Regions from separate parts of the Sus scrofa genome. Here region 1 is linked to region 2. A link is a contact called in public HiChIP or PLAC-seq data. All regions are on one chromosome and are shown on one strand. Each heading gives the region's core, a stretch centred on a gene start, on an enhancer-like site or on the middle of the called end of the contact. The rest is flanking DNA. Distances are from core to core; before and after follow the strand shown. Region 1 holds the start of RPL5 (ribosomal protein L5). Region 2 holds the start of FAM69A (protein FAM69A).

Region 1 (7,009 bases), core at 2,718-5,217, 140 kb before region 2:
ACTCTGGAATGATGAGCTTTTGCAAAGGAGCAGAGCCAAGGCTCCAACTTCGTGCTTATCTTTATGCACAGGTAGTCACTGTGTTAAAACAGACTGGATTTAGACAAGACGTGAGATGTGGTAGAAAGTAAAGTGAAATAGTAGAAGCTGCTCAAATTAGTCTTTGACGAAAAAGTGAATTTCAAACTTGTATTATCTAGTTTTTAAGGTGTAGTCTTGCTTTTTTTTTTTTTGTCTGTTTGCCTTTTCTTGGGCCGCTCCCTCGGCATATGGAGGTTCCCAGGCAAGGGGTCGAATTGGAGCTGTAGCCGATGGCCTACGCCACAGCCACAGCAACGCGGGATCCTTAACCCACTGAGCAAGGGCAGGGATCGTACCCGCAACCTCATGGCTCCCAGTTGGATTCGTTAACCACTGCGCCACAATGGGAACTCCTGCGTAGTCTTGCTTTTAAGAGTAGTATATGTGTTCAAAACCCAAACAGATCTAATTTTTAAAAAGATTAAAATTTTATACAAATCTTTTTCTAAACTGAATGACACTGCATGAAAAGTATTCAACGAATGTGTCATTCTAATATAAGGAATTAAAACAAGGAAACAAAAAAGCTTGCATGACTAAGAGTACGAAAACTCATGTTAATAAATCTAAAACTAATTTATTTTGTTTTGTTTTGTTTTGTTTTGTCTTTTTAGGGCCATACCCAAGGCACAGGGGTTGAATCAGCTGCAGCTGCCAGCCTGCACCACAGCCACAGCAATGCCAGATCCCTGACCCACTGAGGGAGGCCAGGGATCGAACCTGCATCCTCAAGGATCCTAGTTGGGTTCGTTACCACTGAGCCACAAAGAGAACTCCCTAAAACTAATTTCTATAGAGGTTATTTTCTTTTTTGGGACCCAAGCCACTGCAGTGACAATGCTGGATCCTTAACCCACTGTGACACAAGGGAGCTCCCTAGAGATGATTTTTCTGACACTGCAAGACATCTGAACAAATTTACAACATACTATTATTTTTGTTGTCCTTTACCCCATCTCTGAATTATTGCAAGAAGAGGAACAAAACCTAGGTGGGGGAGTTCCCGTCATGGCGCAGTGGTTAACGAATCCGACTAGCAACCATGAGGTTGCGGGTTCGGTCCCTGCCCTTGCTCAGTGGGTTAACGATCCGGCGTTGCCGTGAGCTGTGGTGTAGGTTGCAGACGCGGCTCGGATCCCACGTTGCTGTGGCTCTGGCGTAGGCCGGTGGCTACAGCTCCAATTAGACCCCTAGCCTGGGAACCTCCCATATGCGGCCCAAGAAATGGCAAAAAAAAAAAAAAAAAAAAAAAAGGTGGGTGTGGATGCTATTGTAACAGAGAGTGAAACCTGCAATGTGAATGACAGTGATTTAGATGATAATATCAAATATCTAGTAATCCTTTCTTTGAAACTATTGTATTCAACAATAATTTATCCTGTATGATACCATTATAGTGTTTGAGTGTGATATTTTAAAAAGTCACAGTTCAGGAGTTCCCACTGTGGCTCAGCGGGTTACAAACCTGACTAGTATTCATGAGGATGAGAGTTCAATCCCTGGCCTCACTCAACGGGTTCCCTAAGGATCTGTGGTGTAGGCTGCAGATGAGGTTCAAATCTGGCGTTGCTGTGGCTCTGGTGTAGGCTGGCAGCTGCAGCTCCGATTGGACCCCTAGCCTGGGAACCTCTATATACCGTGCGTGTGGACCTAAAAAAAAAAAAATGCTTTGTATTGATATCAAAAAAAGGAGATCCAACCATAAGATAGTGTTTTTTGTTTTTTTGTCTTTTCTAGGGCCGCTCCTATGGCATATAGAGATTCTCAGGCTAGGGGTCTAATCAGAGCTGTAGCCGCCGGTCTACACCACAGCCACAGCAACACAGGATCCAAGCCGTGTCTGCAACCTACACCACAGCTCACAGCAACATCGGATCCTTAACCCACTGAGCAAGGCCAGGGATCAAACCAGGGATCAGAGTTCCTAGTTGGATTTGTTAACCACTGAGCCATGACAGGAACTCCCATAAAATAGTTGACCTATTTGCAATCCTTCAGTGTATAACCATAAAGTCATGTAAAACAAAAACCAATTGCAAAGAAAAAATTTTGAGATAACTTAAGATGATTTATCATAATTACACTCCTATTCTTTCCTGCTAGATTAAATTCATACACACTCATAGTCCTGGAAGCAGGCTTAAATTATTGGAGGATGAGGGTACGGAGTTAAAATCCCTTCTAAGGATGGGAATAGTTTATTTTGGCTGCACCCACAGCATGCAGAAGTTCCCTGGCGAGGGAACAAACTTGTGCCACAACAGTGACACAAACCACAGCAGTGACAATGCCAAATCCTTAACCCACTGAGCCACAAGGGAACTCCTGGATGGGAATATTTTAAATTGCTGTGCTGGTAAGTAATTTGTCTTCTTTTCTTGGTGGAGTCAGTAAATTTCATTATTGGGAAAACAGAATTTGTTTTCTACTTTTCTGAGAATATTTGGCTTGAGGCCAAATATAAAATGCAGACTCCCAGTTCCCAAGCCCGCCAGTCTGATTTAGAAGAGCTGGTCGATTTCAAATATCTGCATTTTCCCCCCTTCCTTGCTTCCTTCCTTCCTCTCTTTTGATTTTTTTGCTTTTTTGGGGCCACATGTGTAGCATATGGAAGTTCCTAGCCTAGGAGCTGCAGCTGCCAGCCTACACCACAGTCGCAGCAACTCGGGATCTGAGTGGTGTCTGCAACCTACACCACAGCTCACCGCCACGCCGCATCCTTAACCCACTGAGTGAGGCCAGGGATCAACCTGCATCCTCATGGATACTAGTCACGTTCTTAACCTGCTGAGCTACAATGAGAACTCCTTTTTTTCTTTCTTCTTAGGGCCGTACCTGCAACAACTTGATGCCAACAGCAGCTTTTGGCAACTCGAGATCCTTAACCCACTGAGCAAGGCTAGGGATCAAACCCATACCCTCACTAGTAGGTTAAGAACAGTTCCTTTAACTCACTGAGCTACAACAGGAACTCCTCAAATATTTGTATTTTAACTAGTACCTAAATGATTCCCATGCAATAGCCGGAAGATCAACTTTGAAATACTGTTGGGTGAGGGAACACTGTCTCTTGCTTTTTGTTTGGAGGGTTGGTTTGTTCTCTTCAGTCTCTGCGTGGTATTCCTATTCCGGCAAAAGACTCATTATCCAGTTGTAATTAGTTTTAAGAGAGTGAAGAAAAAGACTTGGAAAAACGCTATGTCGGCTAGAAGAGAGTGACGGAGGGAAGGAGAAGGATGAGGCGGTCAGGGATCAGGGAAGATGATGGAGGGGGCGGCGGCAGGCAGAGAGGTTTTCGTTTTTACCATTTATCAAACCCCGAGCACCTACTGCCAGCACTGTGCCAGGTGCTGGAGATTCAAAGGTGACCTTGACAGCAGCACCCACCTTCAGGGAGTCTAGAGCAGCCTGAGGCAGGTGCGAGGGTGCGGTGGGAAGGCCAAAGAGGGGCCCCAACCCAGTGTTGGAGCCGTAAGGCGAGGCTTCGTGGGGCGCACCTGTACGCTCTGGACCCCGAGGAGACTTCGGGGCGGGGGGGCGGCAAAAGGAGCAAATTCATTCTATTTAATTTTTAAACTTGTCTTTCTTGCTTACCAAAGTAATGCGTGTTTGGTGTGAAACTTCTCGGCATAGGAAAGTGTAAGCCTCCCTGCTGCTGCTCACCGCCCCTGCCGGTCTGGAGCTTTCGGACCCGGGACTTTGAGGACTGGTTCCCGGAAGGCGAAGGCCCGCATCGGTCCTCCCCCCAGCAGGGGGCGGCATGCTGCACGCCAGGCGGCCGGCGCATCTCTCTTCCACACGTAGCTTGCGTGATCGCTGGCGCTACATACTGCGCCTGCGCGCGCGTCGCGGCCCTTTTTCCCCCCCGGGAGCGGTGCTGGGCCTGCTGCTCTGTGGCAAGCCGCCGATTGGGAGCTCTGTTCTGCAGGATGGTGAGTGGATATCCCGATCTCGGGGCTACGGAGGCACGGGGGTTCCTGCTTCTTGTCCCAAGGCCCGTCTAGGGTCCGTCTAGCGTGGCGCACGGATCGGATGGCATTAGATTGCCGGCTCTGCCGTGATCCGGCTGCGGCTCCCAGCGTGGCCTTAATGGCTGCCACGGCGCGTAATCGTGCGGGGGAGGGGTGCCAGGAGAGGGGAACCGGGGCACTGGATTGCGGGTGAGGGGTGAGTTTAGTAGACAAGCCGCAGGATTAGTGCCAGTTGTGCCGCGGGTCACTGGCTGGCGGCCGAGCCGGGCGGGTTGCATGGACAGTCGTTCTCAGACGAGCTAGGGGAGGCCTGAGTGGAGACCGGCTGCGGCTCCTCGGACCCAGCGCCCCCATGACCGCTTGATGGGTTTTCTGGGAGACCGTCGGACCCCGCAGGTCGTTCAGAAGGCCTGTGTTGTCGGCCCGAAGTGGCTTTTAACCCAGATCCGTCAGTAGAGCTGGCAGGCTGTGGCGTCTCTGGGCCCCGAAAGGAAGCTCGTTGCGTTTGGTACGTGCCTCCTGCCTTTCTGTAGGTTGTCGGTGGCACCAGTTTTTAATGAGTTTCCGGGCGTGGTGTGGCTTTAGAAGGTGAGGGACAGTGTTTTAATCGGCAGAGTGATTGCTGAGTAAGTTCTTGGTCAGTTGCGTTTTGTGACAGGTAACTTAGGCTTTTGAAAAATGTTCGTATAAAGGGGGAAATAGGTTAGATTCTTGAAATGGAACAGTATTAAGAACAGACATTTGGCAAGATTGCTGTCTTGAGCAGTATTTTGCAAAAGTTAAGAAATTGGCCTACGTTTGTGTTTGTTGTTTCCTTCCATTTCCCCCCACTGGCTCATTTTTATTGCTTTATAAAGCTATAAATTTTGAGCCATGGAAAGTAGAGGAAAGTGATTCTCGAGCTTTGATTTGATAAAGGCTGGACTCTACAAAAAGTGGTGGTTGTCAGAATTCACTGCAAGTTTCAATTTTGAAGTGTTACTTTGTTACAGCTCAAATGTCAAAAGTATAAACTAAAACAATCAAAGTGTTAATAACATTTCTTTTTTCTTAAAGGGGTTTGTAAAAGTCGTCAAGAATAAGGCTTACTTCAAGAGGTACCAGGTGAAATTTAGAAGACGACGAGGTATGGTCAGTTTTTTGTGTTCACACGTTGAAACGATTTCTGCTTCTCTGGCAGTGGAGTAGACTTTCTTAAATTGTTTTTTTCTTTCAGAGGGTAAAACTGACTACTATGCCCGGAAACGATTGGTCATCCAAGATAAAAATAAGTATAACACACCAAAATACAGGATGATAGTTCGTGTAACCAACAGAGATATAATTTGTCAGGTAAGTTGTATTCTAGACTGAGTGACGGATGGTACCCCTGTCCCACCCTCACTGTGCTAAACAAATGGTCCTTGGGAAGCAAAACATGTGTATGGATTAGGTCCAGCTCCTCTGGAGCCCGGCATTCCAGGGAATAGTAGAGTGAGTAGTAGGTCTGAAGTTGGGGCCTGGGAAATGGGTCCTTCCTAACAATACTCTGATGATCAGCTGTTTGGCAGTTTTGATCCAGGTTCTTCCTGTTCATTTTCTAATTGGGAAAGGAAATTTATGGTACTGTGCTGTTTTCCTGAGGCCGGGAGGATAAATCTGAGGCCAAGTAGAAGGGTTTGCTCATTGCAGTTCAGCAGGATAATAGAACTTGTCATGGGTCCCCATCCCCACAGCTTTGAAGAGGGAGGCGGTTCAGAACATTCAATTAGACTCTTAAGATTATTCTTCCTGCTTATTGTTGGAAATAGGTTTCAATAAATACATATGAAAGTGTCTCCCATGTAGAAAACTTTCAGAAAGTGGCTCTTTGCTCCTTAGAAGGTAGTTTTCTGGGCTGTTATGGAAAACTCTTCATAGTTGAAATTTGCAGGGGACAGGCACACTCCTTGGTTTTCTGGGTTGCGAAGGCAGTCTCCTTCCCCAAGCTCAGGTGACTAAACATTAGGTATCTGAAGCGTCCTTGGACTTAGATATGCTTAGTTCAAAAGATGTTTAAAATAATCGGGGATTCTTTAGTGCCTCCTTAATTCACCAGCTAAACCAGCTCAGAGTCTTTTCAGTATTTAGAAGTAAGGAACTACATACAGTATAACTTCTTCCGAGGGCATTTTAATCTTTGATGTCTGTGGTAATTTGAAACTTAGATGCTGTGATGATAGAGGTATTTACAGACTCATAAAGCTACCTATTGTAGTTGACCAAGTAAGTCCTTTGAAAAAGAAGGCACTTAGGACAAGTACTCAAAACAGTGAAAATAGATCACTGACCTGGTTTTTCTGTTATTTGTAGATTGCTTATGCCCGTATAGAAGGAGATATGATAGTTTGTGCAGCTTATGCTCACGAACTCCCAAAGTATGGCGTGAAGGTCGGCCTGACAAATTATGCTGCAGCTTATTGTACTGGCCTGCTGCTGGCCCGCAGGGTAGGTACACGATTACTCTTTGATGTGCTGTTTCCAGGAAAGATGTGCACACCTGGGTAGGGTACCTGCAGCTTTGGGGACGACCAGTCCCTGCTTTTGCTCTGGGGCTTAAAGGGCGGCATCAAGGAAGATGGCTTTATAAGTAAATACACTGTTGAGACATGCACTTTCTAATGTGGGGAACCATTTTTTGTTTTCTTTCCTGTTTGTTGGCTCTATCTAGACCAGTAACATTTTCTGCAGTGGTGGATGTCTGTCATCCGATGGGGAGCCAGTAGCCACACGTAGCTGTTGAGTACTGAAATGTGTCTAGTGCTGATGAAGTCTGTTTTTAACTGAAATTTCAAAAGCCATTTGTGCCTAGGTGGTGGCTACCTTGTTGGGACAGGTCTACCCAGAAGTGTAGATCTTCTGGCCATCAGCATCATTAAAAATGCAGACTCTACTCCAGACCCTCAGAGTTTATATTTTTATACGATGCCCAAGTGATT
Region 2 (6,345 bases), core at 268-2,767:
ATGACTGAGAATTACGCTAGCATTGTTGGGGTATTTGAGATGGGCACCAGACACTGTCCCCTTCCTCCTCAAAAGCAAAGCCCCCACATCCACCCGCCTCGCTCGGGCTTCCGAGCCCTGCCTCCCGTTCAAATCACGGGGATGATGGAAAGACTGAACCAAGGGGTTCAGCCCGAGGCACATGGCGCTCCTCCAGGGTTTGGGGAGACACCGATGTGACAAACTGCCATAATTTTCTGGAAGAGGGAGGAATGACACACCACCTCTGCCACCACCTCCTGAAGACTCAGGACAGCGTCGACCACAGCCGACCCGCGGGGGCCCACCGGGAAGGGGTGGGGGGGAGAGCAGCGGACCGGGGGGGAGGACGGCGGCACGGACGGCCGAGCCGCGAACGCCAGGGGCGGAGGGTCGCACCCGGGTCACGTCCCGGGGCTCTCGGGGGGGCGAGGGGCGCGAGCGCGAGCCCGGGCCCCCGGGACGCGGGGGGCGCGGGCAGCGGCGCGGGCTCGGGGGCTGCGGCGCCCGGCGGCAGGGGAGGGCGCGCCGCCAGGTGCCGGACGGCAGGGGGCAGCGGGGTTCGGGCGGGCGCCGACCCAGGGAGGAGGAGGGAGGCGGGCGGTCCCGCGCGGCGGGCTCGCCGCCGGCCTACCTGGAGGTAGCGGGGTTTCCTGAGCCAGGCCCCCGGACAGAGACTCCTCGCCATGGTAATCACACATCGCCCCGCCGCGCCGCAGTCAGAGGCGGACCCGAGCGCGGGCGCCCGGCTCCCCGCCTTCCCGGCTCCCCGCCCCCAGCCGGGCCGGGCCCGCCCCCTCCTCCGCCCCCGCCGCGGCGCGCGCCGCGCTCCCCCCCGGCCCCGCTGCGCGGACGGCGGCGGGCGGCCCGAGGCCCAGCCTCCTGCTCTGCTCGCCCGGCCGCCGCGGCTGTCAGACCGCTGCCGCCGGCCCTGCCGTAAAGGGGAGTCCCGCCTCGCCTCGGCCGACACAAATCCGACTGCGCCTCGCGCTTAAAGGGGAGGCGTGCGGAGGAAGGAGGGGGCGCCGCGGAAGCCGGGGTGTCGCACGCTCCGCGCGGAGAGGGCCGGGCCGGCCGAGGGCGTGCGCCGCGCGGCCGGAGCGCCCGGCGCTGAGCCCGCGCGGACCTGGAGGCTGCTCCCGGCTCTCCGCTGCCCCGCTGCCCCGCCAGGCAGGTCAGACGCTCCCTGTGGACTCTGCTCCTTCAGCCGGGCCGTGTCTGGGCGGGTTGCACGGAAATTCGAGGAGAGCCTGGGGCGCCTTCCCCGGGGCCCGGCTTTTCCTCCCTCGCGCACGGTGGCCGGTGCGACCGCGGCAGGAGGTGTCTGCCGCAGCCCGAGCCGCGAACCCGCGCATCCCCGGAGCGAACGCCGACCCGGCTCCCCTCTGCTGAACGCAGTGTGCCCTCTAAATCCGGTTCTCCTCCGACCGCCTGAAACTTTTTGTTTCCAAGTACTTTTTTTAAAAAGGTCTGACCTTTTCGATTTGTTTTGTTTTCAGTCAGCTTCAGAGTTTCCCTGACCCCACCCAGGAACATTGATTCAAAAGGAAAAAAAAATTGAATTAAATACAGTCTTGAAAACAGGAGCTCTGGGACGTGGCATATAGCCTCTCAATTAAGACCGCATAACGCAGGGTGTGGTGTCTTTCTTTTGACGGCCAAGTCCAAATAAGGGAAAAAAGAGCCACCCTAGTGGGAGAACAGCTGGAGATCTAGCGACTTGGAATGGAGGAAGATGCGGTTTTGCGTCTTTTTACCTCCCACACCACCTTCTCACGTGGTGCCAATAAAGTTTAGGTGGCCATTCGGAATTCATTTAAAACTCACTCAAAAAAAAAAAAAAGAAAAAAAAAACAAGAGAGAGAGAGAGAGAGTTCCTCCTCTTGGCTCAGTGGCAATGAACCTGACTAGCATCCATGAGGTCGCAGGTTCAATTCCTGGCCTCCCTCAGTGGGTTAAGATCCAGCGCTGCTGTGAGCTGTGGTGTAGGTTGCAGAGGCGGCTTGGATCTAGCGTTGCTGTTGGCTGTGGTGTAGGCCGGCAGCTGTAGTAGTTCTGATTAGCCCCCTAGCCTGGGAACCTCCCTATGCCCAGGGTGCGGCCCTAAAAAGACAAAAGAAAAATAAAACTTATTCTGGCTTGTTGCTCTGACAAGAGGTTTCCCCAGAAGCAAATCTTTACTCGCTCTTACTGTGGGTTTTACCTAAGCTTTGTTCTCCTGCTTTCTGTTTCTGAAGAGATGCTTTTCTGTCCTCCCCGCCCCCAACCCAACACAGGCTTTATACCTGGGTGGTATTTTACTGCTGGCAAACCATTTTTCATTGATTTTGCAGTTTGCGTAAAGAGACCTTGGTAAATTCTGAGTAAGATAAGAATGGATACTACTGGTTTAATTCATTCTTTTATTCATTAAATAAGTAAATATTGAGCACCCATTGTTCTAACTGACTGGGTCATATACCTGAGCAAAATACAAAAATCTCAGCCCTTGTGGATGCTATATTTTAGGGGGCGACAGGCAATAAATAATAAATGTACTATATAAGAAAATCAAATAAGATAGTAAAGCTGATAGAGGATATTTAAAAAAGAGGAATACCCGTCATGGCTCAGTGGCTAACGAACCTGACTAGCATCCACGAGGATGTGGGTACAGTCCCTGGCCTCGCTCAGTGGGTTAAGGATCTGACGTGGTCATGAGCCGTGGTATAGATTGTAGACACGGCTCGGATCCCAAGTTGCATGGATGTGGCATAGGTTGCTGTGGCTGTGGTGTAGGCTGGGAGCCACAGCTCCGATTTGACCCCTAAGCCTGGGAACCTCCATATGCTGTGGGGGCAGCCCTAAAAAGACAAAAAGAAAGAAAGGAAGAAAGATACTAAGCCAGTGGAGATGAGGAAGGCTACAGGTAGAGTTGGTTTGGGAGAAAGATAAGGAATTCTCTTTGGACTCTGTTACATCTGAGATATCAGAGATTCAGGTGGAAATCTTGAGTAGGCAGTTATATACATGAGTCTGGGATTAGAAGAGTGGCTTAAGCTAGCAATGTATGTGAGATAGCAGCATTTTTTTTTTTTTTTAATGAGAGCTATGTTTTATTCGGTGACCTTACTGAGGACTACAGGCAGGGAGATGGGTACCTCTGAGGAACTGCTCTAAAGTGCTAAGGGAGGAGCCAGGACTTAGAGGAGTTTTTGCCAGTTCACGGGTGTGATCTGAAAGTCATCAGAAACTTATATATGTCAAAAAGTAGAAAAATAATCAGCCATGAGACTGGACAAGATCACCAAGGAAGAGAGTATAAATGGAGGAGAACCAGGGATGGAACCTTTGCAGCTTCAAGGCAGGAGAGGGGATGAGCCAGCAAAGGAGGCTGGGAAGGAGCAGCCAGTGAAGCAGGTGAGCTAAGAGTGAGGTGCCTGGAAGCCATGTGAATATAACGCTGTGAGAGGAGTGAGAACTGACTCTTGGGTTTAGTACCGTGGAGCCCATTGGTAATATTTCAGTAGAGCAAAAGGGTAAGAACTTGATTGGAAAGGGTTTACGAAAAAACAGGGGGAGAGGAACTGGAGGTGGCTAATACGACAGGCAATTCTTTCCAGAAGTTATCCTGCAAAGGGAAGCCCCGCAATGGAGGTGGAGTCAAGAGTAGGTTGAGCAAAAAATGGGGATAGATATTTGTTTTTCATGAGAATGATCTAGAAGAGGATGCATGCATGTAGGAGCAAGAAGAGAGCATTGCTGGAGCAGTGTCCTTGAGAGGGAAAGAGAGTTTGGAATCCAGGACGCACATGAAGGATCATGTGTAGACAGGAGCACAGGCTGTTCCTCTGTGCAAACTGGCAGGCGGGTGTGTGGGACTCTGCGAGTTCTCTTTGGATCGCTTCTGTTTTCTCAGGGACACGGGGCAAGTGAAGTCATCAAGCGAGAGGAGATTCAGAAGCACAGTGGAGGTTTGAGGAGAGAAGCCAAGGTGTGAGAGAGTCATCCAGGAAAATGAAAAGATGAGTTGACTAGGAGAGTATCACCTGCTTGCCGAGTATCCTTAAGGGCCCACTGGAGACAGGCAGCTACAGCGCTGAGTCAACCCCTAGCCTGGGAACCTCCATATGCCACGAGTGCCGCCCTAAAAAGATAAAAGATGAAAAAAAAATTTTTTTAAAAGGGCCCACTGGAGTTTGTGGTCATGAATTTAATTGGGATGCGTCGGCGTGATTGTGCTTTTCTTCCTCCTGCAATAATTAACTGCAAGGATGCAGGCTCAGAGTAGGCTTAGAATCCTGTGTAATCAGGTTTTACCAAGAAATAAGAGCAAAGAGAGAGAAGGAAGTCGAGACTGTAAATAGGAAGTGATTATGATTCATCATGGAGTTCAAGATGAGGGAAGAGTGGATATGGAGAGATTAAGGACAGAAAAAGTTCATAGGGGGAGTTTCCTGGTGGCCTAGCAGTTAAAGGAGCAGGTGTTGTCCTAGGTCACTGCTGTGGCTTGGGTGTGATCCCTGACCTGGGAACTAATGCATGCCTCAGGCATGCTGCTCACCTCCCCCTCCCCAAAAAAAAAGAAAAGAGAAAAGATGGTAGGATCAGTGAATCACAAGTCCTTGTGGGGTCGAGGGACTGTAGGAGTCAGAAGAATAAGAGGGGATTATGTGAAAAGGTAGGTGTACAATAAAGGGTGTGGCTCCCTTTTCTTTTCTTTTTTTTTTTTTTGGTCTTTTTAGGAACACACTCACAGCAGCTTATGGAGGTTCCCAGGCAAGGGGTTAAATCGAAACTGTAGCCACTGGCCTACCCCACAGCCACAGACAGCAATGTGGGATCCGAGCTTCGGCTGTGACCTACACCACAGCTCAATGCCGGATCCTTAACCCACTGAGCAAGGCCAGGGATTGAACCTGCGTCCTCAAGGATGCTAGTCAGATTCATCGCCACTGAGCCACGACAGGAACTCCTGGCTCCATTTTTGATTCTTGATGACAGCTTTCACAACCACAACTTCTCTTTTCCCTGTGCTCCACAGCTGAGAAAACTGATAAGAACACCCAGGAGTTCCCGTGGCGCAGTGGTTAACGAATCTGACTAGGAACCATGAGGTTGCAGGTTCGGTCCCTGCCCTTGCTCAGTGGATTAACGATCTGGCATTGCCGTGAGCTGTGGTGTAGGTTGCAGATGCGGCTCAGATCCTGCGTTGCTGTGGCTCTGGTGTAGGCTGGCAGCTACAGCTCCGATTCGACCCCTAGCCTGGGAACCTCCATATGCCACGGGAGTGGCCCAAGAAATAGCAAAAAAAGACAAAAAAAAAAAAAAAAAAAAAAAAAAAAAAAAACAACCAGGTGCTTGCTCCTTTGGTGCCAATGGGAAATTCAAACCATACAAAAACCCAAGACCCAGCCTATGTGATGGACCCTTCACCCTGGTTCTCCCACCTCACCCCAAACCACCATAAACCTAGGACCGTCTCCTCTCTCTGCTCCCTCAAGCCATATTCAGACCAGCTAGGAGCCTGCCCTGCTCTCCCCAGAAAGCGTCTTTATGTGAGCAATAAGCTTGTTCATACTCTGAAAAAGTTGCTACATGTGCAGCAGCATCAGTCTCTACATCCAAAACAAAATTAGGCAAGGGACTCTATCTCACTTCAGCAGAGTGACCATGACAATGTGGTAGATAGCGTGGGATGCATGAAATCAAGATTGTGAAGAAGTGATGAGGTCTAGGGTGGAGTTTGACAGTGGCAGTGACTGCCTGAGGGTGTGGAATGTAGGGTCGTTGGAAGAGAGGACCATGAGGATTATCTATGTTCATATTACAACCAGCAAGAATTAGGACGAGGGAGATGCTGCATAGGATGCCGGTAGCCAAAAGCTCAAGTCCTTGAGACATAAGACAGAGTGATCTATGAGTAAGGAGCTGACAACCACATGGAGGAGAGTGACAGCATCAGAGGCCATGAGTTAAAAAAAGACAAATACTGGGCAGGGAGAGGAGTTAGAGAGGAAGGAGGGAGCCCAGCCTGATAGAAGCTGTGAAGAACGAAGAGGATCCCTCTCCTACCTCCAAGTCCAGTTGCTGCAAGGGCTCTGGGAAGGCTCTGGGGACACGAGGGTGTGCCAGATTTGCTAAGGTAAGGAGGTATGCAGAGAAGAAACTGAAGATACGAAAGATTTTGCTAAAGATGGACGGTGCATTCCAGAGGACACAGTGGAAGAGTCTCAGAAACTGGGGAGCATGGTAAAGGGATTCAACATAGGTGGTGGGAAAAGCCTTGCGCAGTGGAGTCTGGAATTTCTGATGGTAAGAGAGAGATATCAGGAGGGATAACAAGGA

Evidence for each region. HiChIP or PLAC-seq counts read pairs in DNA pulled down with a chosen protein or histone mark.
Region 1: a contact with region 2 is called in an H3K27ac HiChIP or PLAC-seq map of alveolar macrophages. The contact joins the promoter of RPL5 here to the promoter of FAM69A in region 2. A contact is called at or near these places in 1 of 5 promoter capture datasets (liver), 1 of 47 Hi-C or Micro-C datasets (embryonic fibroblasts) and 2 of 2 datasets of contacts at active chromatin or transcription factors (alveolar macrophages and skeletal muscle).

Annotation. Positions count from the first base shown.
Region 1 is chr4:124,364,570-124,371,578 of Sscrofa11.1, reverse strand. It overlaps RPL5 (ribosomal protein L5), which reads left to right and starts at 3,967. Exons shown (of 8, transcript NM_001114284.2): 1 at 3,967-4,013; 2 at 5,109-5,178; 3 at 5,269-5,384; 4 at 6,384-6,518. The coding sequence starts at 4,011. It overlaps EVI5 (ecotropic viral integration site 5 protein homolog), which reads right to left and starts at 3,801. Exons shown (of 18, transcript XM_021090214.1): 1 at 3,676-3,801.
Region 2 is chr4:124,224,586-124,230,930 of Sscrofa11.1, reverse strand. FAM69A (protein FAM69A) reads right to left here and starts at 1,517. Exons shown (of 5, transcript XM_021090226.1): 1 at 1,494-1,517.